2 separate regions of the Anas platyrhynchos genome follow, and region 2 is linked to region 1. The links are chromatin contacts, called in public Hi-C maps. All regions are on one chromosome and are shown on one strand. The core of a region is the stretch at or near the end of the contact, and the rest is flanking DNA. Distances in the headings are between cores, read along the strand shown.

Region 1 (6,850 bases), core at 1,687-4,186:
AGAAGAAATCTTCAAATGTTTAAGAGCCTAAATTAGCAAGTCTGCAGCCAGCAGATTTTTGTCTTTTTTTTTTTTTTGCTCTATACCACCATCTACTGGAAGCAAGAATGAGAGCAGAATGCAAGAGGGAATCTGAAGGATGTGTGTAGTATGTTCAATATCTAAATAATTTTTTACCACTTAACTGTAAGAGAATCTCTAGCAGGTACATTCTACATAGTTGAGAAAACGTGATCACATAGTTTGAACACCATAGCCAAAGTTTTCCCAGCGTGCTGCACAGAGAAACAATTTGTTTTCTCTTTCCTTGGGGAACGCACAGATGCCTGATGTCTGTGCCAACCCAAGGAACCGTGTGCTATCTCTGCAATCATTTCCCTGGTGTTTTCTCAGCCACACTGTGGCATTGCTTATGTACCTGGGGAAACATCCATGTAAAAAGTGAGGTCAGGCTCAGGTCTGCTGAGAAAAAGAGGATAGGTCAGAACAGAAATGAGATACAGAACCCAGCCATGCTTTTTTATTATTATTTTTGATATCTGCTATATTTTGTGATGCACTGATGAAATTACACCCTTCCAAACTGACAGGCTCTAACCCCTATTCAGTCTTTTTTTTTTTTTTTTTTTTTAGCAGAGAGAATTTACTTCTCTGGTTTCTCTCCGACTAGACACATACGTGGTAGTATAGGTCAGTTTCTAATAGAAATGTAGCACAGTGGGATTCACCGTAGGCTAATACCCCCTATTTTGCATAAACTTAGGCAGAATGGGTAGTTCTGCAGTCCCAGAGGCAATTATTTTCTAGCTGGAAAATAAAACCGGGATCGGGACATAATTATTACTTTGTATGCTGTTTTATGCATCGAATTTCAAGCACACTCTCCTTCTTTCCCTCAGTTTATACACAAGGACACTTTTCCTGAAACACAGGCCAAAGGTGAAGGTAAGCAACCAGTGTTTTGTGTCTGTTCATGAGCTGCAGCATTCAGGTGTCTTGGGCCTGAACATGCGCTGAGGCTTGCTTTTTGTGCCTCTTTAGGGTATTGTCTTCAATTTCTAGTTGCATTCCGAGAAAAGCAGCTAAAATATTGTTAACAGTTGGCTTTCTGTTCTGGGAGAGGTGGTATTCCAAGAAATCTTTCCACTTTGTGTTTTTCTTTTAACAGTTTCTGTTCGGGATATGGCCTGTTCTTCTCGTGGAGCCACCCAAGAAGCTCTGACCGAGGCCCAGGCAGCCCCACGCGACCACCTGAATAAAGCGATTCAACAATTGCCATGGCTGGATTGTCAAAATCATGGATCTGTTCGAGTATCGTTGCTATCAAAGGACTTCTCGGTGTTACTAGGCCTGCCAGCCAGAGCAGAGCAAGGAGCTGGCACGCTAGGGAGATAACGTTTAGTACAGCTTTATTCTAAGTTGTTAAAGTTTAAGACACAATATTTTTCTGTATATATTGTATAGCTGATGATACTGAGCTAATATTTCGTGCTGGTCACAGAAAACTAACCATTTTTGGAGTGGGTTGAGTAAGTTTTTCATTCAGTTGTTGTTCTTTCTGTGGTTTAAACTAATATTAGTAACTGAATGATAAAAAAAAGAAACAAACAGGTCATTGATGGCCAAGCTAAGTATCTGTGTGGCCTATAGTGAGCTGAATGCTTAACCTGAACTACTTTAATCTTGCACTTTTATACAATTAATGAAGTCTGTAATGGTTAATTTCTGGCTTTATTCTAGCCTTGCTTCTCCACAGCCTCCTTTGCTGTTTAAGTTTTAAGCAGAAAAGGTTGGGATACATGTGCCATTTAGGTAATTTTGTACCAAGTTTCCATTTTCTCTTTAGTCCAGCTGGGGTGCATCCTGGAGGATGTTCCAGGGTGTGACCAGGAGAAGACATTTACAGTGGTGAAGCATTATAAGGGTTCTTGTTTGTGTATGGGAACAGAAATCCTGTTTTGTTTGACCAGTGATCCATCAGGAGACTGCAGGATGACTGTATAACCACAAGAAACACTTTTTAAAACGTTTCATTATTTACATGCCTTCCTTTTCTCTCCCTGCTTTTCATTCCCTGTGTTCCGTTCTTAGTACAGGTTGACAAGCACCACATATGTGTGCTAGATCAGCTTTGAATTCATGCCTTTCCTATTTAACGAGTCTTAAATATTGGTCTGACTTTCAGAATCATCTTCGTATTCAGAAATAATGAAGAAAGAGTTAAAGAACAAGATTTACATTGAGGAACTCCCAAAATATAATTGGCAGTATTTTGATTGCTTGCTCTTAATCTTTCCAGCACACTTTTTTTTTTTTTTTTGAAGTTGAATACTTTTTTTAAACCAACCTTTGGCTCTTAATCGGGTACAAACCCTCTGATTTCTGCAGCTCTTATCTACTTAGCTGATCAAAGTTCATCAGTAAGCATAAAGAAAACATGGAACTAACAGTTTTTCGAAATATACCTCATATTGGAGGCTCTTGTTTTGTCTCCCCAGATCTTGGGGCGACGACTGGAGTTTGTCTCCAGGCCTCCTGGCTGCCATGCTATGCAATTTCTGATGCTCTGAGGGATTTGTCCTTCTTGCCGTGAAGGAAAAAGGGAAATGCTCGGACTGATTGGAACTCCTGTTAGGTATTGATGTAAAACCTGCACGCAGCAGCAAGGCATGGCTCGGTAGCTATAAAGCTGTCTCCAGGATCACAAAATTCTGGCTAATGTAAGCTTCCTTGCTCTGACTAGTGGAAGAAGTGAGACCGAAATCTGTGTTGTACAATCAGTGATAACTAAAATAGTCTTTTCCCTTTATTTTTTTTCCTGCTTGTGACTTAGCTGCATCCTCAGTGTCCATCAGTAGCACCTCTGCTGGCGCACGTCTCCAAACAAAGCCATTGCTTTTAGTTCTGGTGACTGGCCCTGAACTCCTGGGATCATGCAGACCCAAACTCAGGGCTGGAACAAGACCTTGAATGGCTTCAGCAAGGTTTAAGCACATGCTGAAAGCAGTATATTTGCAACCTGTAATCAGCAAACCACTATAAAATTCTTGAAATTTTCAAACAAATCTGTTGTCAGTAGGCTCCAGTTCGGGGTCTTCAAACCAAAAGGTTCGAAGAACAACTAGCACAGAGGGAGGAAAATGCTGGTTTGGACCAGGTGTCTGTAATTACCCAGCAGGCTTTTTTTTTGTTGTAAAGAGATTTGAGAGCCATTTCTAAAACGTAGCTTAAAAATAAGTGCCTGCCTATTCACCTCCAGGCTCTTTCAAGCGTGTTTCTGCACCCTGTATCTTATTTTCTTGTTTAGTATGTTTACATGCTCCCATAAATTAGGGAAAACATCCTGTAAAAGGAGCGGTGCAGCAACTAGATGCATCAGCAATCACAAGTGACGTCTGCTCGACGTGGTATTATTTTTAAGGCAACGAACAAAACCTGTATTTTATTGCCCTTAGTTTTGTTTCTGGAGGATCTGGGGGGCTCTGCTTTTAACTTTTTCATAACTGCAGAAGTCAGTCTTCTAAAAAGCCACTTTCTTAGTGATGAGGCATCTCTCTAATGGCATATTTTAAAGAAATTTGTGGATTCTCCCACACGCTTGGAACAAGGAAGTATACAGTGTTTTTTTTTCTGGTCCTGTTGAATTGTTAGGATTAAAAAAAAAAAAAAGAATAAATGGAAAAGCTCTTAATTTTATGCTGCTGTTAGCTTTTCATTCAGATATCCTTTGTCATGGATGGTTTTTATCTTAAAAGCTTGTGCAAATTGTGTTCTTCTTTCATTCCAAATGACCGAGGGCCACCCCCTCCCAGTAGCCTTTCTTTCAGGTTCTGTTAGACCCTGAAGAATGTAATTTATATGCATATCCTTCTGAGCATAAGTAATCTAAAATTATGGGTGCTTTGGGTTGACTGCCTTATTGTGATGTTGAAAACGGCAAGCCAGTTCTAGCTTCGTGTCACTGCAACTCAGAATAACTTTTCTAGTGCCTGGAAAGACAGAAGTCTTCGCGACTGTCACCTGTTAGATGTCTGTTAGGCTGCTTTTTATTTCCATCACTTGTATTACGTGCTGAGTTTTTTTTTTTCCCTACAGTCTTAAGAGCAGCATATCCCAAACTTTTCTTGCACTACAACTTAAAAGGTGGGTCAGCTTTGATCCTGGTCTTTTGAGGAGGATTCAGACAGCAGCTACTTTAAAGGGGATTGCAGAAATAGCAGGTGGCTTTAAAATGAATCCTACAGGCGGTGTTGGACAGACGTAATGACAGTGATAAACTCCTCCGTTCTTCAACATCTATGAAGAACCAGGAAATTATCGCCTTGAGACCATCAGCTTGGCACAGATCAGCAGCTGAGAACTTCTTCCTTGCAAGTAGTAGAAAAATGTCAAAATAACTCTCCCAATACAGATCAACTCCATGCTTGATGTCGGGAATCAAGGTTCTCTGGATCCAGCTCTGAAGAGAAGACGTGAGAAAGAGAAATCTGCCACCAGGAGGCATCTTGTCTGCGTTTTGGAGGTGGTTTTTGAAGCTGGCTCGCAGTATTAGTCATCTCCGGACCTCATCCTGTTGCTTTTCCTTTTAGCACAAGGAAGTTGTGCTACCAGCAAGTGTTTCGAAGACTACCCCGTAGTCAGAATTGGATTATGCAGTCTGTCACTTGCCAATCTACCTCTGTGGTGTATTGTTCAATGCCTGTGCCCTTAATTATGCCTGCCTGACAGTGCAGGTGCTCAAGCAGCCTGCGGCCCCTGAGGCTTGCAGCAGTGTTGTGTGGATCTGTGGCTGCCTGCTCACACTGCAGAGATGTCCTGACTCGTTTGGTGACTGTCAGGCTCCGAGGTTTTGCTCTGTCTGCTCTGCCTCTGCTCCCAGGAGTCTGGTTTAGAAGGGGATGTGAGTAGGAGGACTTCAGTACAGACAGGTGAAGTGAAACCTTTTTGGCACTGTGTTGTTACACTTCAAGCTAAAATAACGTGTACAACTTCTTCGGCGTGACTTTGGAAGAGATGTGATAGGAAATACTGTTCTGTAATTAGTTTTAATTCTCTTCTAATCTGTTATTGGGCTGTGTTCAGCCCCAGCCTGTCTTGTTTGGCTGAAGGGAAACTGTGTGACTCGAAATGTGTTTGATTCTTTGGCCGTAGTTTGCTCCCTGTACCTGGTTTCTAGCAGCTGAAGGAGTTTTTCAGCAAACTCATCCATCTGAAACTCATAACAAGAGTGTCCTTCCAGTATCATCTTGTGTTTTTCACTGCCACCACCACGTTTTTTAGCTTGTTTTCCAGAATTCCAGTAATACAACTTTTTAAACCTATTTCTCCCAGTGGATTTTTTTTTGTATTTAATATTAGGTGGTAACAATTGAGTGTAATGCCTGGGAGTGGAAGATGAGCTGCAGTGAAGCAGCACTGCTATTTTCCTCCAGGACACCTCAGAAGCCAGGAACACACTATCACTTCGTTGGACTGTGTCCCATAATGTTAATTGACATATCCAGGTAAAAAAGTTGCATCCTTAAAGAAATCTGATCTTCCCATCTGCACGTTTCAAGTAGGCAATGGGAGGCTTTAACTGCAAAGCACTGATTAACTGTGAGGCTTTCTTAGGAAAAGGGATAAATGATGGAGACTTTATTACCCAGGAGAAGCGAAAGCCAGAAGGAGATTAAGAAATTGTGCATGGAAAGAGAATAACAAAAGATTAAGCACAGAATCCCATAGTATTACGTCAACCACCCTCTTGGTATCTGCACTTTAGACACTTGTGTAACAAGCTGGAATGTTTTGCTGTTTTTACATTTAGCTCTTCATGCTGCCTGCAGTCTTTGCTGCAGAGGTGATGGAATGATGTTACATTCAGTTTGTTAGAGCTTTTTCAGCTGCTTTATGAGGCTGGAACGTGACATGAGTCGTTTCAAACACGAACAAAAATGCTTTTTGTTTTGGGATCCTGTAAGGTAACTGCAGAGATCAAACTGCATAACCATTGAGATCGAGTTGGGGTTTGTTGGTTTGTCTCGCCCAGCCACTGCCTGCTGCTGCCAAGTGCCTGACCTCTCTTTTGCAAGTCTTGTCCGAGAGCTGAGGCCATGTTTTTCCCCAGGGTCTGCAGACAAGGTCCTTGGTAGGTTTGTATTTCATGAAATACTCTTCTAATGCAGGAGTTGAAGTGCTCCTATTTCTAATTGCTTTGCAGAAACGTAGCTCTGCCCTTCCTGGCTGCCACGACGTGCCTCCCGTCCCCATGTCCCTGATGCTGGTGGCTCATTCCCTAGTCTGAAAGCTGCCTGCTGGATTTAGCCCCACAGCTGCCCCTTCATTTTACATCACTGACAGGCAACGTGAAGGCACGACAGTCAAACGAGCACTTTGTGCAGAGCCCCATTTGCTTACTGGAGCTCCCTGCCTGACACTTCTGAGGGCAGGATTGGTGCCTGAATCTCACGCTTCCCTTCAGACCTCTCCATTTACAGGTGCTGAAGGCATCTAGCTTGGAGTAAGCACCTAAGGGCAGATTTAAGACAAATCAAGGTGAGAACCCAGCTGCTGCACGACCCTAAACCAGTGCCTGCACAACGCTGAGCGCACACCTCGCACACGTTGAGTCCATGTGCTCAGAGCAGGTGGTTGAGATTTTGTGAATAAATCTTGACCAAAGGCTCTTCCCATTGCTTGTCCTTCCTCGCCAGGACACGGGAAGAGCTGTAAGCACAATCCAAGTTCACCCTCCTTTCCCCAAAGCCCTGGAACAACGTAGATCTATTTCTTAAAACCAACATTGTATAGAGATGGGCTTTCCAATGTGCTCATAGAAATCACTTCGGTAGCATGATTTGCTAAATTA
Region 2 (6,850 bases), core at 1,345-3,844, 180 kb before region 1:
AGCACTGATAAAAATCAAGTTATACACCACCTTCCTACCCTTGTTTGTTAGCCTTTAGCCTAAAAAGCAAATTTTATTTAAAATGCATCCTCAGCTGGATTTGCAGTGCTGATTGCAAAGATACATCCAGTATCAGAGCTGTGTCACAGACTTCCTGAAAGGCTTTGAACCAGGACAACAAGGCTTTTACCCATTTTCTTAAGATAAAACAGAGCATTCATTACTACATGCATTGTACACCAGCAGGGATGCTTCTGTTGCTTTAGTATGCGGTGTATAACACTGGATTTCACCCCCAAAAACTCACTGAACCCAGGTAGCAAGGACACAGCATTTCCAAAGCATGAGATTTCTGATAATTCAAAACACCAACAATACAAAACCTTCCTACAAACCCCTCTTTACACTTGATAGGGTCAAGCTGAGACACCCATCTCAACTAAACACTGTCTTTTCACACGAGCTGGACACAGACTTAGATGCTGTAGACTACAATTTTATTCTATCTCCTTCACATACAAAATGCCCAGCATTCTTTCACATGAAACCCTGGCTCTGTTAAGGTCAGAGATAAAATTCTGCTTGACTTAAATAACTTCAGAATTTCATTCTCTAGGTTATGTTCATGGATAACAATGCAGGCCATACCCTGGAGAAAAAAAAATAAAAATAAAAAAAAAAAGTAAAAAGAAAAGGAGTGAGACTCAAAGCACTCAAAGCACTTACTTTTAATGCCACCAACTTTTTTGATCTTGTTCCAAGTGTCTTCAATGCCTTTTTCTCCTTTACCCATGGCTGTAACAATGCCTACAGGAAGCCCCTCGTTCCTGAGTGCACTTGCTAACTTGTTGGCTGTGTCCATCCAAACATCCTGGTTGGAAGCAATGATGCCAACGTGAGCCCAGTTAAAGTATTTCATGATTGTAAACAAAACTTGGGTTGGAGAGGGCAGGGTCCTGGCAAATGCAGGGTGATGGGTGGTGGAATCCAGTTTATAATTGATGCACGTCCATGAGAAGATGGTTTTATTCCAGTTTTCCCCTAAAAGAGTAGCCACCTCACAGAAGCCAGGGTTCAGAGGGCCTACGAAAGCTGAGGAAAATTTTCCAAAGTCAATGAATCTAACCAGAGCTTTTGATGTCTCACAATCTTCTTGCAGGACCACATAATCCAATCTCTGGCCAAGGTCTAGCGAAGGGTCTTTGCTTATTCGTTCCACCGCTAACCTGGCAGCCGCATGGGGAAAGGCTTTGGAGAAGAAGGGATCACAGTCCCAGGGTCCGAGCAGTCCAATTTTAAAAATGGAACAATGCACCGGAGGGGAAACTGCGATTATTCCCAACAGCAGCCACCAGAGAGCGTGGAAAAACGTCTTGAATGAATTTCCAGTGTTGAACGTCTGCAACTTAATGTGCCTCGACAGCACCCAGAGCAAGCTGTTAGGACACGGTAGGAGAAATGACATTGTTTTACAGGCAGGGAGACTGAAGCTGAGCTCGTCAGGAAGCCAAGCAGTGCATTACCAGCTGCTGGAAGAAAAGCAGATTACATTTGCCTTCCTGTGTACGTATTTGCTCGGTGCATGTAGGTAGAGCTGAATCAGCCCAAATTATACAACAGCTCTCAAGGTGCAAGTGTATGGGGTGCCAAAAACCTGCATAGCCCCATGGATGTGCACCACAAAAACCATTGTACCACACAGAAAACCCTACCAATTGCCAGTTAAACTCCCTGTGGTCCTAAAATGCACACCTATATTAACATTTTTTAAAGTTTTGCAATATATTTTGAAACGAGCCAGTGAAGAGTGACTCTGTTTGCAGCAAAAAATGCAACCTATGCGTACAGCATTTTTGAAGTTCTTCGGAAGATAAATCCCAAACCACATAGAAAAACACATAAATAAGAGCACAAACAGATAAAATGCACTGAGCCAGCAACTTCTGCCACTCCCAAAACCTCAGTGAGCTGTGAAAATGAACCAAAGCCCATATACACATAAACACATGCACACAAACAGGTACTGGCCCATATATGCAGGTACTTAGAGTTGTATATGTAAATGCATATGATTTTAAAACTTTATGAAAAGGTTTTTCAAGGTCAAACTTATCTCATTTGCCAGTGTCTTTTAAACCTGGCAGATGGAAAGGTGGAAAACCAGGTAGCCACAAAACGAGGTAAAAGCAATATTATGATTGGAATTTAGCTAAGAACTGTTAAACAACTGCCATGGCAGAAGCTTTGTATTCAAGCTTGGTGTAAAATATTTGTTATTAAAGACTAAGAGCCATACGTTTTGGGGAGTAAAGGACCCACCCCTCACAGCCAGGCACAGAAATCCCAAACCCACAGCAGCTCCTCCACCATCAATAACATCATCCCATGGCTGAGAAAATTTGCTGATCCAAACAAGTTTGTGCTCTAAAAGCAGCAGCCCCCTTACCAGCTTACCTGTTCATTACCAGAGAAGTATTTTTATCCTGGATCTTCATCCACTGGGGCTGAGTGTGCTATAAATATACCCGCAGGTCCTTTATGGAGAGAGCCCTCCAGGAAAAGCCACCCACCAGCAGAGCAACATCTCACTGGTGGTGATGGATCTCCTGGGACATGGATCCTTCCCCAGGGAGAGGTGATGCATGGTGGGCCTCCGTGCAAGTGCCCACCTCCTTCAGGCTGGGATTTTCACAGGACACCCCAGCTGGTGCTCTGGGACCCTCTGGCAGTCTCAAAATCTTCCTGTGCTCCCTTTGGTGAGGACCATCCTTCTCCTCCAGGGTTTCATGAATCGGGGTGCATCACCCCAAGATCTTTGGACCTCGGTGAAGGTCTTGCAGAACTCCAAGGCTGCCTCACTCCGAACTGCCTCAGTGCAAGGACTTATTCATATCTAACTCAGTAATTGTAGGGATGGCGTCTTAAGGCTCTGCCTTTGGATTAGTGGGATTTAGCTCCTGGGATCTGCCCCTTGCAGAACAGATCCTTAAGTCTCTGCACCACAGCTCCCCTTCCACCCTGAAGCAGCAGAGCCAAGAGCTTTTTCAGGCCTGGGGTAAGCAAAATATTTGATTTCAGACCCCACCATCCTGTTGATGTTTTTTTTTACAGTCCCACCTTCCTTGTTTTTCCCTAGTACCCATCATAACATACACAGAGCTTTTTACATTTGCAGCATAATATTCCTGTCTCCCTGGGCTCTTTAGATCTTTCCCTACAGCTGAAGCCCCCAGTAACCCCCTCCACATTCCCAGACACCTTCATTCCTTAGTGGACCTGGCAATAAAACTGTCAACCTGGAAAGACCTCGAACATCACCACACCTGCCCTAGCTAGGAAGCCCCTTGCAATAATTTAGCCGAGGCCGTAGGAACAGCATTTGGTCTACAGGGAACCATTTGTAACTCAACCTTTTAGCGGTATTAACTTGAAATATGTCATATAAATCATACAATCTCTTTTGTGCATGTTCAGTAGTAGCTTGTTCTTTGTGACTGATGATTAGGGGAAGCCACAAAGTCACTCAGATGCAGTGGGGAGAGCAGCTCTTTCCATTTGTTTTGTTCGTTTCCTTCCGTTCATTCATTTCCTTGCATGGATTCAGGAAGGTTCCTGGAAATGTGCTTTACTGGGGACTGGAGCAGCTCAAGACAGTTATCAGGAATTACCAAAGTGCTTCACTTTTGGAAAGTACTTAAAAGACATCAAACGTCAGGCCTGAACTTAGAACACTGCTATGTATGCTACTCATGCGTTAGGCTCACACGCCAGGCTCGGATCAAAGTGAAATTAAATAAAGCTCGTGCACTAGGAGTGTCATTTTTTGAACTGAGTGTAAAAGTTTAGTTTATGTGTATATCTATATCCAAATATACCTATAGCTATATACATGTCTAATATGTTCCTGTTGTCTTTATTATTATTATTATTATTATTGTTATTATTATTGTTGTTATATTGACAATGGTACTGCGCAGTTTAATTCCACTCAGGATCGGCAGTTTCAAAGCCTCCTGCAGTAGCTCCACTGGCTCATTTATGGGGGATGTTTATAGCACTAAAATGTCCCATGTCAGGGAAAAAAAAAAAAAAAAAAAGTGTGTCAAGTCCCCTCTGAAAGATTAAAAAAAAAATTGATGTGGAGGTCTTTTTACTAGTGTGCTTACTCTGACATGTAACAATTCATATTTTTACATAGCCAAGTGGGATGAAACCTGCATCACTTTCTCCTTTTTCTTCTGCTTCTTGTTTTCACATTTTTTCTCGTGCAATCAAATAATGCCAGTGGCAGGAATCCACCCTCTGTATGGCAAGCTGGTTACCCCCAAATAGCTCTGCCAGGTCTCTCACCCCAAAGGGCTCTGCCATGCTTGCAAAACAAGCTCAGGTCCTGGCATTGCATGATTTGTCTCAGTAAGACAAGTCTTGCAGGTGAAGGAACAAAAAAAATAAATAAATAAATAAAAAAGGTTAATAAGATAATTTATTTGCCTAGAATTAGTGTTAAAGATCCTATGTCCCCAAACCTTGCTTTTTCCTCAAATTTGCAGCTCATCACTGCTGCAACAACCACCTCATACAGTGTTTGTCTGTGATGTGATTTATTATTTGTATACCATCGGATTCCCAACACTTCAGTATTCACCAAAGTGAGTAAGCGATGCGTGTGCTCGTACATCCATAACATTTCCCCAGGGAAGGCTGAGGCACAGCTGTCTCGCTTTGCTTTAAATTTTCAGAGCAGAAGAGGGTGCTCTAATCTCTGCTCTGACCTCCTGCATCAGCCTGGCCAAGCAGCCTCCCAGGAGCTGCTGCGCCGAGCTCCTCAAGCGTGCTGGAAATAAAATGCATTTTGTAATGACTTCTCCCACAGGGTACTGCTGACTAAAGCTGGAAACCCTCTGCAGCCAGCAGAGAGAGGCAGGGGAAGGTTTGGCTCCCGTTCTGACTCTTCCTGCAGAAAAGTCTCCATTTCCACTGATTTTAGAGAAAATTGAGGGATGGCAACTCCGGTGTTAGCCTTTCTTCACGTCCTCTGAGCCTTAATTAAAAGCTCCAGCCTTGGAGGATCTGCCAGGTTCCCCTGTCTATTATTCCAACTGTTAATTACCGTCAACATTAAAAATATCCACCTCATGTCTAGTGCGTCTGGCTTCAGCTTCCTGCGCCTGGCTGTCGCTCCGCCTTTGCCTGAGAAACAAAAAGCCGGGAAGCACAATAAATATCACCTCCCTGTAGGCACTTGCACACCATAATTAGCTCACATCCTAGTCATCCTCTGGGTAAAATAAATAAACAACTCCTTCAGGCTTTTGCCGTAGAGCGTGCCTTTCTGGATTTCATCCCTATAGCACTCTCCACATTCATTTTAAAATTTCCCTTCTCCCTCTCTTGGATAAATTAGAAACAGCACTTGTTAGCAATCCCCCACTCCATAATGGGTGAATATAGAGCTGATAGTATCTTTTGTCACCCATTTCATTTCATTTCTCTCCATTTTAATGCTTTTGCTCACACGAGCACTGTTGCAGCATCACTGCTTGCAAGCTCGTCTCTGGTTTCCTCAGTAAAACCCCCTGCCTTGGAAGTGTGACATGGAATTTTTATTCCCAAAAGTATACAAACCCATTTGGGTTCGGTTTAAAGGACGCTTTTCAAATGTGTTTCCTAAATGAAAGGTCCAGACCAATCTGCAAGTTTTATAAATAATGATTTTTTTTTTCCATTTCTTTCAAGATAATGTGATACAGTTATTGAACAGCACTGGAAAAAAAAAATGAAGTTCCCCAGAGGCTCCACCAGAAAATGCCAAATGAGGCATTCCCATCTACTATTTTATTTCATTTTATCAATTAATCATTTTTTATCTCTTTATGATGTGGACACACTGACTGTGCAGCACTAGTTCTCTCCCTCAGTATCACCTTTCTGTTAGGTGATACCTTGTAGGAGTTTGAGACATCACCACTTGTCTTTATCTGCCAGACTTAGGACTCCATCAAAAAATGATGTAAAGTCAAACCGACAAGATTTATCATCTCTCAGCCTCACTGAGTGGCATTAGTTAATCTCCATCCTGTAATTCATTACGAGTTCCTCTTCGTTTTGTCCTTTCTGTGACTTGGAGTGAGCTTGATGTCAACCCAATCTGACATCAGTTTCTTGGCAGGCCAGCACAGGAAGGTTTGATGTCCCACAGTTTTGACAGTTCTGTTTTTTTGGGGTGGGAGTGTCCTGCTGTGCCACATTACCCTGTTTTCAAGTTTTCACATGGAATCCCTATCTCTCCTTTTTTTTTTTTTTTTTTCTCTCCAGATTATCTATTTTCTATTTCTATTATCTATTATCTATTTTCTATCCAGATTATCTGTTGCACCAGGTTTGCTGCTACTTGTCAGCCCCTGAGCAGTCCTGTACAGTCAGGTTCAGGTGATTTCTTTCCCCAAACATTTCCATTTATTTGATTTTCTTGGATGCTGCTTTTGTAGCCTGTGAGATCTGAGGTCTCTGGCACTGACCTGAGTGGAATATATGACGTTGCAGGTAGTTTGGATAGTCAATATTAGAGCTGGCAGAGGCTGGCGTTATGACACCAGCTGAGGTATTAATATCTGTATTTGTTTAGGCATCAAAACCCGAGTGTTTAATTTGACAACCTCATCTCCAGAAGCTCGTTACATAGCAATAAATAGAGAAACACTCCTCTTCCAAGGGAGATTTCTAAACATCTTAGATCCCTCTATGATTTGACCTAAAAAGTGGCTACTGTTCACTGCTTTCTTTACATGAGGCTAAGTGAGGCTGGACTATTTAGCAAGTTAAAATTAGGTGTTGGAGGAGATGGAGTGAG

What was found. A called contact is a pair of places that touch in the nucleus more often than the background predicts.
Region 2: a Hi-C map of skeletal muscle shows a contact between it and region 1, with 2.1 times the contacts expected there. The contact joins the promoter of GUCY2F here to the enhancer-like site in region 1. A contact is called at or near these places in 3 of 8 Hi-C or Micro-C datasets (skeletal muscle and subcutaneous adipose tissue).

Annotation. Positions count from the first base shown.
Region 1 is chr1:204,267,432-204,274,281 of IASCAAS_PekinDuck_T2T, reverse strand. It overlaps ACER3 (alkaline ceramidase 3), which reads left to right. Exons shown (of 11, transcript XM_005024097.6): 10 at 900-945; 11 at 1,169-3,696. The coding sequence ends at 1,222. Among named protein-coding and RNA genes, the nearest start is that of CAPN5, 15 kb to the right of the region's middle. Within about 2 kb of position 2,936, at least 2 of the 8 cell types and tissues checked have an H3K27ac peak or open chromatin away from gene starts, as enhancers often do.
Region 2 is chr1:204,448,324-204,455,173 of IASCAAS_PekinDuck_T2T, reverse strand. GUCY2F (guanylate cyclase 2F, retinal) reads right to left here and starts at 2,594. Exons shown (of 19, transcript XM_072032910.1): 1 at 2,455-2,594; 2 at 727-1,529. The coding sequence starts at 1,465.